2 separate regions of the Zea mays genome follow, and region 1 is linked to region 2. The links are chromatin contacts, called in public Hi-C maps. All regions are on one chromosome and are shown on one strand. Each heading gives the region's core, a stretch centred on a gene start, on an enhancer-like site or on the middle of the called end of the contact. The rest is flanking DNA. Distances are from core to core; before and after follow the strand shown.

What was found. A called contact is a pair of places that touch in the nucleus more often than the background predicts.
Region 1: a contact with region 2 is called in a Hi-C map of ear, with 3 times the contacts expected there. The contact joins the promoter of LOC100272529 here to the promoter of LOC100285422 in region 2. A contact is called at or near these places in 13 of 25 Hi-C or Micro-C datasets (bundle sheath, ear, endosperm and 4 more) and 2 of 3 datasets of contacts at active chromatin or transcription factors (leaf and seedling).

The regions. Positions count from the first base shown.
Region 1 is chr7:152,063,931-152,069,479 of Zm-B73-REFERENCE-NAM-5.0, forward strand. LOC100272529 reads left to right here and starts at 1,575. Exons shown (of 1, transcript NM_001146998.1): 1 at 1,575-2,900. The coding sequence starts at 1,615. The coding sequence ends at 2,658.
Region 2 is chr7:151,907,371-151,912,503 of Zm-B73-REFERENCE-NAM-5.0, forward strand. LOC100285422 (transmembrane 9 superfamily protein member 4) reads right to left here and starts at 3,217. Exons shown (of 7, transcript NM_001158315.2): 1 at 2,999-3,217; 2 at 2,092-2,256; 3 at 1,885-1,994; 4 at 1,022-1,127; 5 at 790-902; 6 at 549-702; 7 at 1-439. The coding sequence starts at 3,112.

The DNA of each region.
Region 1 (5,549 bases), core at 325-2,824, 150 kb after region 2:
GCCATGGCGGCCGATCCCCTACTCTCGCTCCTCGCGGGCGCGTTGCTAGTCGCGGCGCTCGCCCCGGCGGCGGCGGCACCGTCGTGCCCGCACACCAATCTGACGGCCAACTTCTCCGCCGACTTCACCATGCTGCAGCACCAGCTCCGCGGGACGGTGCGCCTGGCCGCCGAAGGCAAGTGCGCGCTCGAGCTCACCCGCTTCGACCTCCTCGCCGCCTCCCCCTCCGCGCGCTTCTGGGCCTCCGACGGCCCCACCATGTCCGACCTCGCCGCCGGTCGCGCGTTCTCGCCGCTCCCGCTCAACAAAACCTTCCAGAACGCCTCCCTCGAGCTCCCCTTCGCTCGACCGCTCCCGCGCCTCCTCGCGCTCTACGACCCCGACACCTTCTCGGACTTCGGGCACGTCTTCCTCCCCAACGGCACAGATCCCGGCCTCGATGCCGCCGCCGAGCCGGCGCCCACCATGTTCGACAACTGCATCCCTCTCTCGGAGGCGGAGACCTACCGCCTCCGCTGGACGCTCAATGCCTCCGCCGGCACCGTCGAGATCGGCCTTGAGGCTGCCGTGGGCTCCGAGTACTACATGGCATTCGGGTGGGCGGACCCCAAGGCCAACTCACCCGCAATGATCCACGCCGATGTGGTTGTCGCCGGCTTCACAGAGGAAGGTACTCCATTTGCCGAGGACTACTACATAAGTGACTACACTGAGTGCAAGCTTGGGAAGGAGGACTCTCCAGTGTCTGGGGTTTGCCCAGATAAGGTCTATGAGGGCGGGAGCAACGATTCAATCCTGGTGTATGGGCACCGCCAGGATGGAGTGTCCTTTGTCAGGTATGCGAGGAAGCTTGATGCTGAGGATGCCAAGTATGATGTGCCAGTGGGTGCCACGGAGGAGATGGTGGTGCTTTGGGCCATTGGTAGGTTGCGGCCACCAGACACAATGCGCCCACACTACCTCCCACAGAACCATGGGGGGCCAAGGGACACGACCTTTGGGTTTGCCCGGTTGAATTTGTCGGAGACGGTGGACAATTGCCTTGGACCGTTGGATGCGGATAATAAGGAGGATCAGGAGAGGATCATTGCAGATCGCAAGACACCACTTGTGGTGACATCTGCTCCAGCCGTGCGCTACCCGAACCCACCAAACCCTGACAAGGTGCTTTACATCAACAAGAAGGAGGCGCCGCTGCTTAAGGTCGAGAGAGGTGTTCCAGTTAAGTTCTCGGTGCAGGCTGGGCATGACATGGCACTCTATATCACTTCAGATCCCATTGGTGGTAATGCTACACTGAGGAATAAAACAGAGGTCATATATGCTGGCGGGCCTGATGCCCATGGTGTACTAGCTACCCCAAAAGAGCTTGTTTGGCTGCCTGATCGGAACACGCCTGACCTAGTCTATTATCAGTCACTGTATGAACAGAAGATGGGATGGAAGGTTCAAGTGGTTGATGGAGGCCTTAGCGACATGTACAATAACAGTGTTGTTTTGGATGATCAACAGGTTACGTTGTTTTGGACTCTCTCCGTGGATTATAAATCTATATCTATAGCAGCTCGAGGTGAGAAGAAAAGTGGATATCTTGCTATTGGGTTTGGGAGTGGGATGGTGAATAGCTTCACCTATGTTGCTTGGGTGGGCAATGATGGGGTTGGGCGAGTAAAAACTTATTGGATTGATGGAAAGAGTGCAACAGGCATTCACCCAACATCTGAGAACATCACTTTTGTTCGGTGTAAGTCAGAAAATGGCATTATTACATTTGAATTTACTCGCCCTCTTAACCCTTCTTGTACCGGAAAAGTAGAATGCAAGAACATCATCGATCCAACTACACCACTTAAGGTTGTCTGGGCCATGGGTGCAAGCTGGTCGGGAGATGATCTGACAGACAGTAACATGCATTCAGTCACAAGCAGTCGGCCTATACGTGTTTTGTTGTTGAGAGGTTCAGCTGAGGCAGAACAGGATTTGCGTCCTGTCCTGGCTGTTCATGGGTTTATGATGTTTGTTGCCTGGGGAATCTTGCTTCCTGGTGGAATAATGGCTGCCCGGTATTTGAAGAGCTTAAAAGGAGATGGGTGGTTCCAAATACATGTCTATCTGCAGTATTCAGGAATTGCTATAATGTTTCTTGGCGTCCTTTTCGCTGCGGCTGAGCTCCGTGGCTTCTTTGTCAGCTCAGTGCATGTTAAGTTTGGTGTGCTGGCCCTGTTATTGGCAGTTCTGCAGCCACTAAATGCCAAATTTCGTCCCAGTAAGCCAGCTAATGGTGAGGTTCCATCTCACAATCGAATCATGTGGGAGTACCTGCATGTTATCACAGGGAGGTCGGCAGTTATTGTAGGAATCGTGGCGCTTTTCACAGGAATGAAGCATTTAGGCCATAGGTATGACAGTGAGAATGTAGAGGAGCTCACTTGGGCCTTAATGCTGTGGGTGCTTTCAGTTATCGTTGTTGTGCTGTGCTTGGAATATAAGGAAGTCAAAAGAAGGATCGGTGACAGAAGTGCCAGAGGGCACTGGGTATTAGGCAACACCGAGGAGGAGGATTCAGTTGATCTTTTGCATCCTGATGGTGCAGCCAGGAATTCAGAATCTAGCGCTACTGGTGTAATGGAGGTGCAGCTTGAACCTCTCACTAGATGATGTAGATCAATCTGTCAGATACAAATACACCTGAATACCTGATCCATATCTTATATGGATGATAGGTCAGCCGGCATGGATTTTCTGGTTCAGAGGAAATTGATCTGGAATCCCCATGTTTGTTTTAAGCAGAATGGTTCCAGACTAGACAAGATGTTCAGATTCTGTTCTTAATTTCATGCATCACACCTTTACATTGTACAGTGTACATTTTTTTACAATAGACATGTATAATTTGTGACACTGCCCTAGCCATTCTTTTTGCTATTGATATTTATAGAGGGAAAGAATTAATTGAGGTGGTCATTGGAATTCACAGCAGCAATTTGTGTTTGGTATTTTTTTTTCAAGAGAGAATGACATGATTTCTGTATCATATCCATTGATAAGTCTTATTTGTTAACCCTAAGGAAAAAAATATGGGCATATTTGGTGGATTCCCCGTCTAGACTCTAGAACTAAGATTATCTCTAACCATATTCCCTATATCTCTCATTTAAGGCTAGTTTGGTGACAAAAGAATGGGAGGAATCCATGGAAAGGAAATCCACCAAATATATTACATATATAAATATATAAACTTAATTAGTTTTGTCTAAATTATAATTATTAAAATGGAATTGAATTCCAATGAAACAAACGGGGCTTCATGATTTAGGATAATATACAAATATATTACATATATAAATATATAAACTTAATTAGTTTTGTCTAAATTATAATTATTAAAATGGAATTGAATTACAATGAAACAAATAGGGCTTTGGGGTTTTCTCCTTATGGATTCTCTCTAATTCCCTTGTCACCAAACCATTCTTTATAGTTTGCTTTAAAAGATTTTTTTCTTTATATCTTATTTCTCTCTACCAGTATCCTCTATATTTTTCTGTTTATACGTAAATACCTATATTAGAGATATATTTTGCTCTAGATTCCGTACATACATATTTATTGTACCTTTAAATGTCTTATTATGTCTCCGTCCACATGAGTTTGTCTTAAGTCAATCACTATCAACTTTAGCCGGTTACACTAAATGTTTTATAAGATTTTACTACATAAAGTAAAATTATTATATTTACCATGACTTAACTATTATAATATATTTTTTTGTTTAGAATAATTTAATATTATATATATTATTAGTCAAAGTTAAACTCATGTTGACGGAGGGAGTAATTGTTTAAAGTACAAAAATGATAGACAACACAAGAGTTTCTATATGTATAGGGGGTAGAGAATGCTTTAGAGAACACGATTGGAGACTTGGAGCGTATAGAAGAAGAAAATCTTCTCTAAATATATAGTAGATAACTATTTATGGAACCGTTGGAGTTAGCAGCGATAGAGAAGATGCGAAAGAAAGAACAAACCATTTTATTTAACGAGTGATGTGGTGAATATTTTTTAACTCCACCGGTGAAGCATCCTTTAAGTTGATTTAACAATTTAGGAGGTGTTTGAACGCGGTAGAGCCAATAGTTAGTTAGTTGACTAAAAAATTGATAGTGAAATTAGCTCGCTAACAAATAGCTAGCTAACTATTTGTTAATTTGTTAAAAATAGTTAATAGTTGAACTATTAGATATATCTTCAAGCTAATTTTAATAGCTAATTATTATCTCTAATGCATTTAAACATGACCTTAATGAATTAGAAAGTAGATCAACTGTTTTGGTGGATTAGATTCATGGTGGATCTATTGAAGTTACAAGTATTTGATTACAAAAATGTTTCAATATTTGTTTTTAGTGAATTTGAAGCGTGTGGAGCTTTACCAAAAATGTACACTGAAGCTTCTCCAGAAACATTGGGACTGTGTTTGCTGATCACATGTCGGGCATGTTAGATAGTGTCAATTAGAGCTCAATTCCGTAATGGCAGGACCCCTTTTGCTGTCACAGATGTCTGCACTGATTCTTTGGAAGTTGCCAAATATTTTTGCATTCCTCCAGCCTGTTAGGCACGGCCGATCTCAGGAATCGCCGTGTGCTTTTGGCGCAGAGGCCGGGAGCCGGAAGTGGCGGAACCAAAAGGAGACCGGAGACGGACGGAGCGCCGTGCGGCCGGCCCGTGCGTGGTGGTTTCGGTTCCCGCGTCGGTGTGGGTGGCGGCATCGGCCATTCGGCCGTCGGCGCAGACGAGACAGGAGAGCGCCTTCGTCTGCGTGCAGGAAGGGCCTTCCGATGGGTCGGCGCGTGGACCACGCCAGCGTAGGCAGGGTGAACAATGGTTTTCTCGTGCGCTACCGCTCCCTCCTGATTGGTTGGCCACCCGAACGGTCCAGAGTGGTCAACGAAATGCCGAAAGGATGAATGGTTGTATCCACGTTCTATTCTTTTTATTTATCGTGATTTAGTTAAAAAATAAACTAACAAAGAATAAAGTTAGTATAACATACAATATACAAGAAATCAATCATTGCCATAGGACACCTAACTTTCGTTAGCCATTCTTAAAGACAGGTATTCTCGATGGTCAACTCATCGTTTATGTTGAGAAGATACTCCTAGATCTATCGACTAGTACCATAGGAAGTGCCGTTGTAGGCATGAGGAAGGGCGCACATCACTGAGCACTTATCTCCATTCCTCCTGCAGACAGTGACGTAGAAAAATGGGTTGACAGAGGCATGGCCCCCTAACAATTATTTTTTCCTTATAGTTGTATATCTATAGTTAAAATAAAAGAGTTAATTTATAATAAGTTAAATTTATTATGTACTTAGTGCATATATGTATTAGTTGTTATGACTAGTGCATGTTGTATATTGTATCTATACACATATTCTATTTATTAACTTTACAACTATAATTATATATGTGTTGGCTCCTCTAAAGAAAAATTCTGGATATGCCCCTGCCTGCAGATGTCATCATCCTGGGTGAGTA
Region 2 (5,133 bases), core at 1,967-4,466:
ACATCTTGTAAAGGCGGGAAGAAGAGTAGCCAGCAAGCAGACCCATCAAAACCCAGACTAGAAGCATTGCAGTCATGAGTCCTCCCCGGTTTGATGGAGAAAGGAAACCCAACACAGCAAAGATCATTGTAACTACGAGCATGCCAAAGAATTGGACGCCAGTGCCAACATAAACACAGAGCAAGTCAGAGTAGGTTGGAGGACGGAACACATCCCCATGAACAAGCTTCCAGCCTGTTTCCTCTTGTGCTTCTTCTTGAGTTTCAAGCTGATTGTATCTAGAAATGTCTCTGTAGAGAGTGCGAAGCATTATCATGGCAACCATGCCTGATAGGAAAAGCACGATCATGAGAGAGTTCACAATAGAAAACCAGTGAATCTGATCATCGGTCATCAACAGGTAGGTGTCCCAGCGTGACGCCCACTTGATCTCACTCTCCTGAAAATTAGTGGAAGTTCCATTAAAATCATGACAAAAGAAACATTCAAAGAGTACACTAGCAGCTAAACAAAGTTAAAATAAGCAATTCTTAATCCCAGTCTTGTACCTCAAAGCGAACATCATATGTGAATATGATTTCCTTGCCAACTTCAACTTCCTGAGGAGAATCAGAGTTTATTACAAATTTGCTCGCATGAGGATCACAAGTGCTCAAGCGGGTGTCTACACCATTCCATTTATCGTCAACCTGGTGCTTGACACTGGCAAAATATGTACCAAAATACCTTAGGTCCATTTCATAAAGCACAAGAAGAATAAATCCCGCCAAACAAAGTTAAGAGGTAAACCTGTGTGGGTTGACCTCAAATCCCACTATTCTAGAATGTTCCAAATTATCGTCCTTGTGATACTTCACCGTAAATGACAAATGGTTGTGTATGAAGTATTTCTCATCCTTTGTCTGAAAAAAATGTGTACGAGAATTTATTTGTACAGATAAATATATAAAGGGTTCCAACAAAGAATTAAAGATTGCATGCATAAAGAAAAAGTAAACATTAAGTGAACAAAAGGACTTACTCCAGAATACAGGCCTTTGGCACCAACATGATATCCACCTTGATAAGCAATACTGTTCTTATCTTGCCTTGTAACAGGAACAACTAGCGGGAGGTTGTCAAGGATCCTGAGATGCAATTTATATCAGCTATAGGAAATCACTGTGTCAACTGAAGTACAACACTACCCACATATGCATGGTTATTAAAACGGTAAAACGTTAAAACGTTATGAACCACCTTTTTAACGTTTAAACGTTTAAACGAACGTTGAAACGTCTTTTCAGACATTACATAAAATTTCAATTATAGAATGTGTTCATACATAAGTTAAGTACTTGAGTTCACAAAACAAAATGAAACAAATCAAGTTCAACCACACAAGTTACAACTTGTATATATGATCAGTAACCATAAACTCTTGATGACTGAAAGTCTGAAACTAGGGAGTGCGTCAATGTCTGAACTGGAAAACTGAACCTGGAACTCTTGATGATTGAAAGTCTAAAACTAGGGAGGGTGGCGCTTCACTGGCCTGGCAGCGCTGAACTGTTGGAGGATGGAGAGGGAGGAGGGGGCAGAAGAGAGGAGAGGAGAGGAGAGGAGAGGAGGGAGGCTGTCGGCACTGGACGCCTGGTAGCCCTGTGTATTTTTTGGCCTGTGAAAGACCCAATACACGTAGAACGTCCTGAACGTGCTTAGAACGTCCGAAAACGAGAAAACGACGTTTAAGCGACGTTTAAACGTGATAAACGGACGTTCTACGCGTTTTTGCTAAAACGACCGGACGTTCTAAACTCTAAGCACGTTTTGTCGTTTAAACGACGCTTAAACGACGTTTAAGCGACGTTTTAATAACAATGCACATATGTTCATAGTCCTTACATGTTCACTCGGTATTCGTCCTCTATCTTTTCCTTGAGCTCCTTGGCTTCTTTCTCAGTGATCGGTGCTCTGCAGACAATCTGACACATCTTGGGCTCTCCCATTTTGAACTATACTCCAAATAACAAGCAGAATGGAAAAAATATGTCACACACATACCCGAGGACAAAATCTCAATTAATCTGTTATGTTATATACGGAACTAACCACATAAGGAGAGTTCTCAATGCGATCGCCACGAAGTACCTCCCCAAGATTTTCGGCACTGTCGACTATGGTATCTGGCTTGCAGAACGGAAGGGAATAATATGTATACGGGAGTTGAGTCTTGATAGATGTCAACTTATTCACCTTCACTGGAAGCGGATCACCCTGTGGGCAAATTAGGAGAGAAAAATGCTATGATATTAGTAATCACAAAATGACACTACTTCGTTATAGGACATTAACACAGTGAATGCCATTCCTTTGCCATGAGTGATCCTCTACAAGATACTTTATTACATGATCTAGCACCTCATTTAGGATTTAGGAGTTGATAGTTGATACCAGCTCCAGCACCTGCCTAAGCTGCCTTGCTACGTCATTTTGAGAAGAGAGATAAAAAACGGAGAAGCAGGAGTTCCACCAAATGGGAGCTCAAGCAGAAACTACCAAAGTCTAAGCATCTACTAAACCTTCGGATCAAGGACCATCATCTGGAAGACAGATTAAAGACTATCTTATCTAGTGTATATACAAATACAAAATGGCGTGTGTTGACTTTTCCACAAAAGGCACAATCCTGATCACACCAAAATCTAGCGGTTAATTTTCAGATGAGGACAAAGATCACAACAGCAAACCACGATAGAGAGGCTAGAAAAGTGCGCGAATTGAGGTGCAACATGTGAATCCCAAGCCCAGCTATGGAACCGTCCTAACTAAACCAGATGAACGAATCTGGCACGCTGCACACCATACAAGAAACCCTCGAGCTGGATCTGTGGATACCAGCCCGGCAGCCCCTGTGCCGGCATCCCGTTGACTAGATCCAGCTCCGAACACGAACACAGTTACACAGCCACTCCAAGGGGCACCAAGGGGGGAGGGAAACCGCATGAAACGAACAAACCTTCGCGAAATCGCTCGGGGCAACGCCGGGGAGGTAGAACCCGGCGGCCGGCGCGGCGACGGCGAGCAGGACCGCGAGCGCCGCGGCCCACCGGAGCATCGCCGGCGTCCGCATCGGTGATGGGACGGAAGAATCACCGCCCGGTGGGAGGGCAAGCTCCCTAGATCTGCGTGGCGAGGGGTTGGGTGGGTGATGGGCTGATGGCTCGCAGGCTCGGCGTGGCGCGCGAAGTCAGGTGGGTAGAGGCGACGACGCGCGGCGCGCTGCGAGGAGGAAGCTTCGGGTGACGGGTGGATCTGCTAGGGTTTTTATTGATAAATGGTTTATTGACGCTTAGGTCCCTTATGAAACGTTTAATTTCTCCGACGGTGTCGGTTAGTTTGGTTCGAGTTTGACCTCGTGTGTCGTGACACGTGCGACGGAGGTGGTGCTTGTCGATACCCTGATTTGAGTATTTGACCCGCATTCCGCAACGATGGTGTTTTTTTTGCGAACACGCAACAATGGTGTTTGGCAGTACATGTACACAGTACACCGGGTCATCTGCTCTAAGTATACTTAGCATTCAAAAATTATTCTAACATAATTATGTGTATATAGCTGTATACTAACTTGGTAAGTACACATCCGTCCCAAAATATAATTTGTTTTAAACTAAACATACATTCATTAATTTTTATGATAAGATGTTTAGAGAACCGATATTTACATATCATGGTGCTAAATGTCTTGTACCAGGTGCTTTTGTTTCACTCATCTTTTCAAAAAAAAACAGGGACATGTATTGAGCACCATATGTGCCACATGGGAGAGGGCGGACGGTCCGGCTCTTTGGCCGAACGATCCGATCCGCCTGTAGGAGCAAACGGTCCACGTTAAGACTAGATCAAACGATTAAGCCTCTTTTCCATGTGTGTTTATCCATCTAAACTCGTGAATTATGTTGGAAAACATCTAGAAACGGGTCCAAACCTCCCTCTATATCAACAATCGAACCAAATCAATCTATCTTTTGTTCCTTTACTTCTGTGCCCTAGGAGTAGCAGTAATGTGACCTTCCTCATCTCATCTTCACCTCTCTTCGACTCTATGCCGTCTGGAGGCATCTTGGGTGGTCTGCCGACCCAAGATCTAGGGTCTCACCTCCCTGACAGGGTCCCTCCTGGGGGTGAGACCCAGGTGCTGTTGGCGAACGCCACCGCTACTGTGCACTCGTGGACCATCGAGGCTCCACGCGTGGACCGTCCAACTTGAGAGAGCACCCGCTCTTGCCACAAGGTCACAGACCATCCACGCCGCCGAGAGAGCATCGCCGCCAGTACATCTCTCAGTGATTGGCGCTATGTTGGCGCCAACACTTTCGTTCTTCCATAGTGAGGTGATATGACTTGGGTGGACCAACGATTTTGCCGTTCGTTTGGAAAATAGAAAATCATAACAAAGAGGCGTCTCTCGTTCATTATCATGGTACGTCTTCTTTCGAGCAAATATGTTGTGTTCTTCTGCAAAGTAACAACTTGTGAAGTGTGCTACCTCCTTGAGTTTAAATTGTTCTGCAATACACCCTCCAACTCTTGCCTTATTACCCACCATTGCTCTAAGATTCTTCAGTGCTCTTTCTATGTGAAACATCCATTTATACTGAATAGGACCACCAACCTTAGCTTCATATGGAAGATGTATAAGGAGATGTTGCATAGGATTGAAGAAAGCCAGTGGGATATTTTTTTCAATTTGCACATAAGCATTGGTGCCTCTTTCTCCAGTTGCTCCAACATATCTCTTTTGATTTCTTTAGCACGTAGCTGCCTGTAGAAATAGCTAACTTTAGCTAACGTTTTTCACATATCATGTGTAACTTACCCACAAAACATTACAAGCACGAGTCTTTCCATGATTATGTGGAAGTCATGGCTCTTCAACCCCTTAATCTTCATTGTCTTTAAATTCATAGATCCTCTAAAACAAACAACATACCCATCGGGAAATTTCATATGCTTCATCCACTTCATCACTTCTTTCCGTTGTTTAGGTTTCAGACAATAGTTAGCTTTTGGTTTGCCTCCATTTTGTCTAAGCACTTGTGTTGGACGATCACATATCATGGCTAAGTCTATGCATGCCTTGTCATTGTC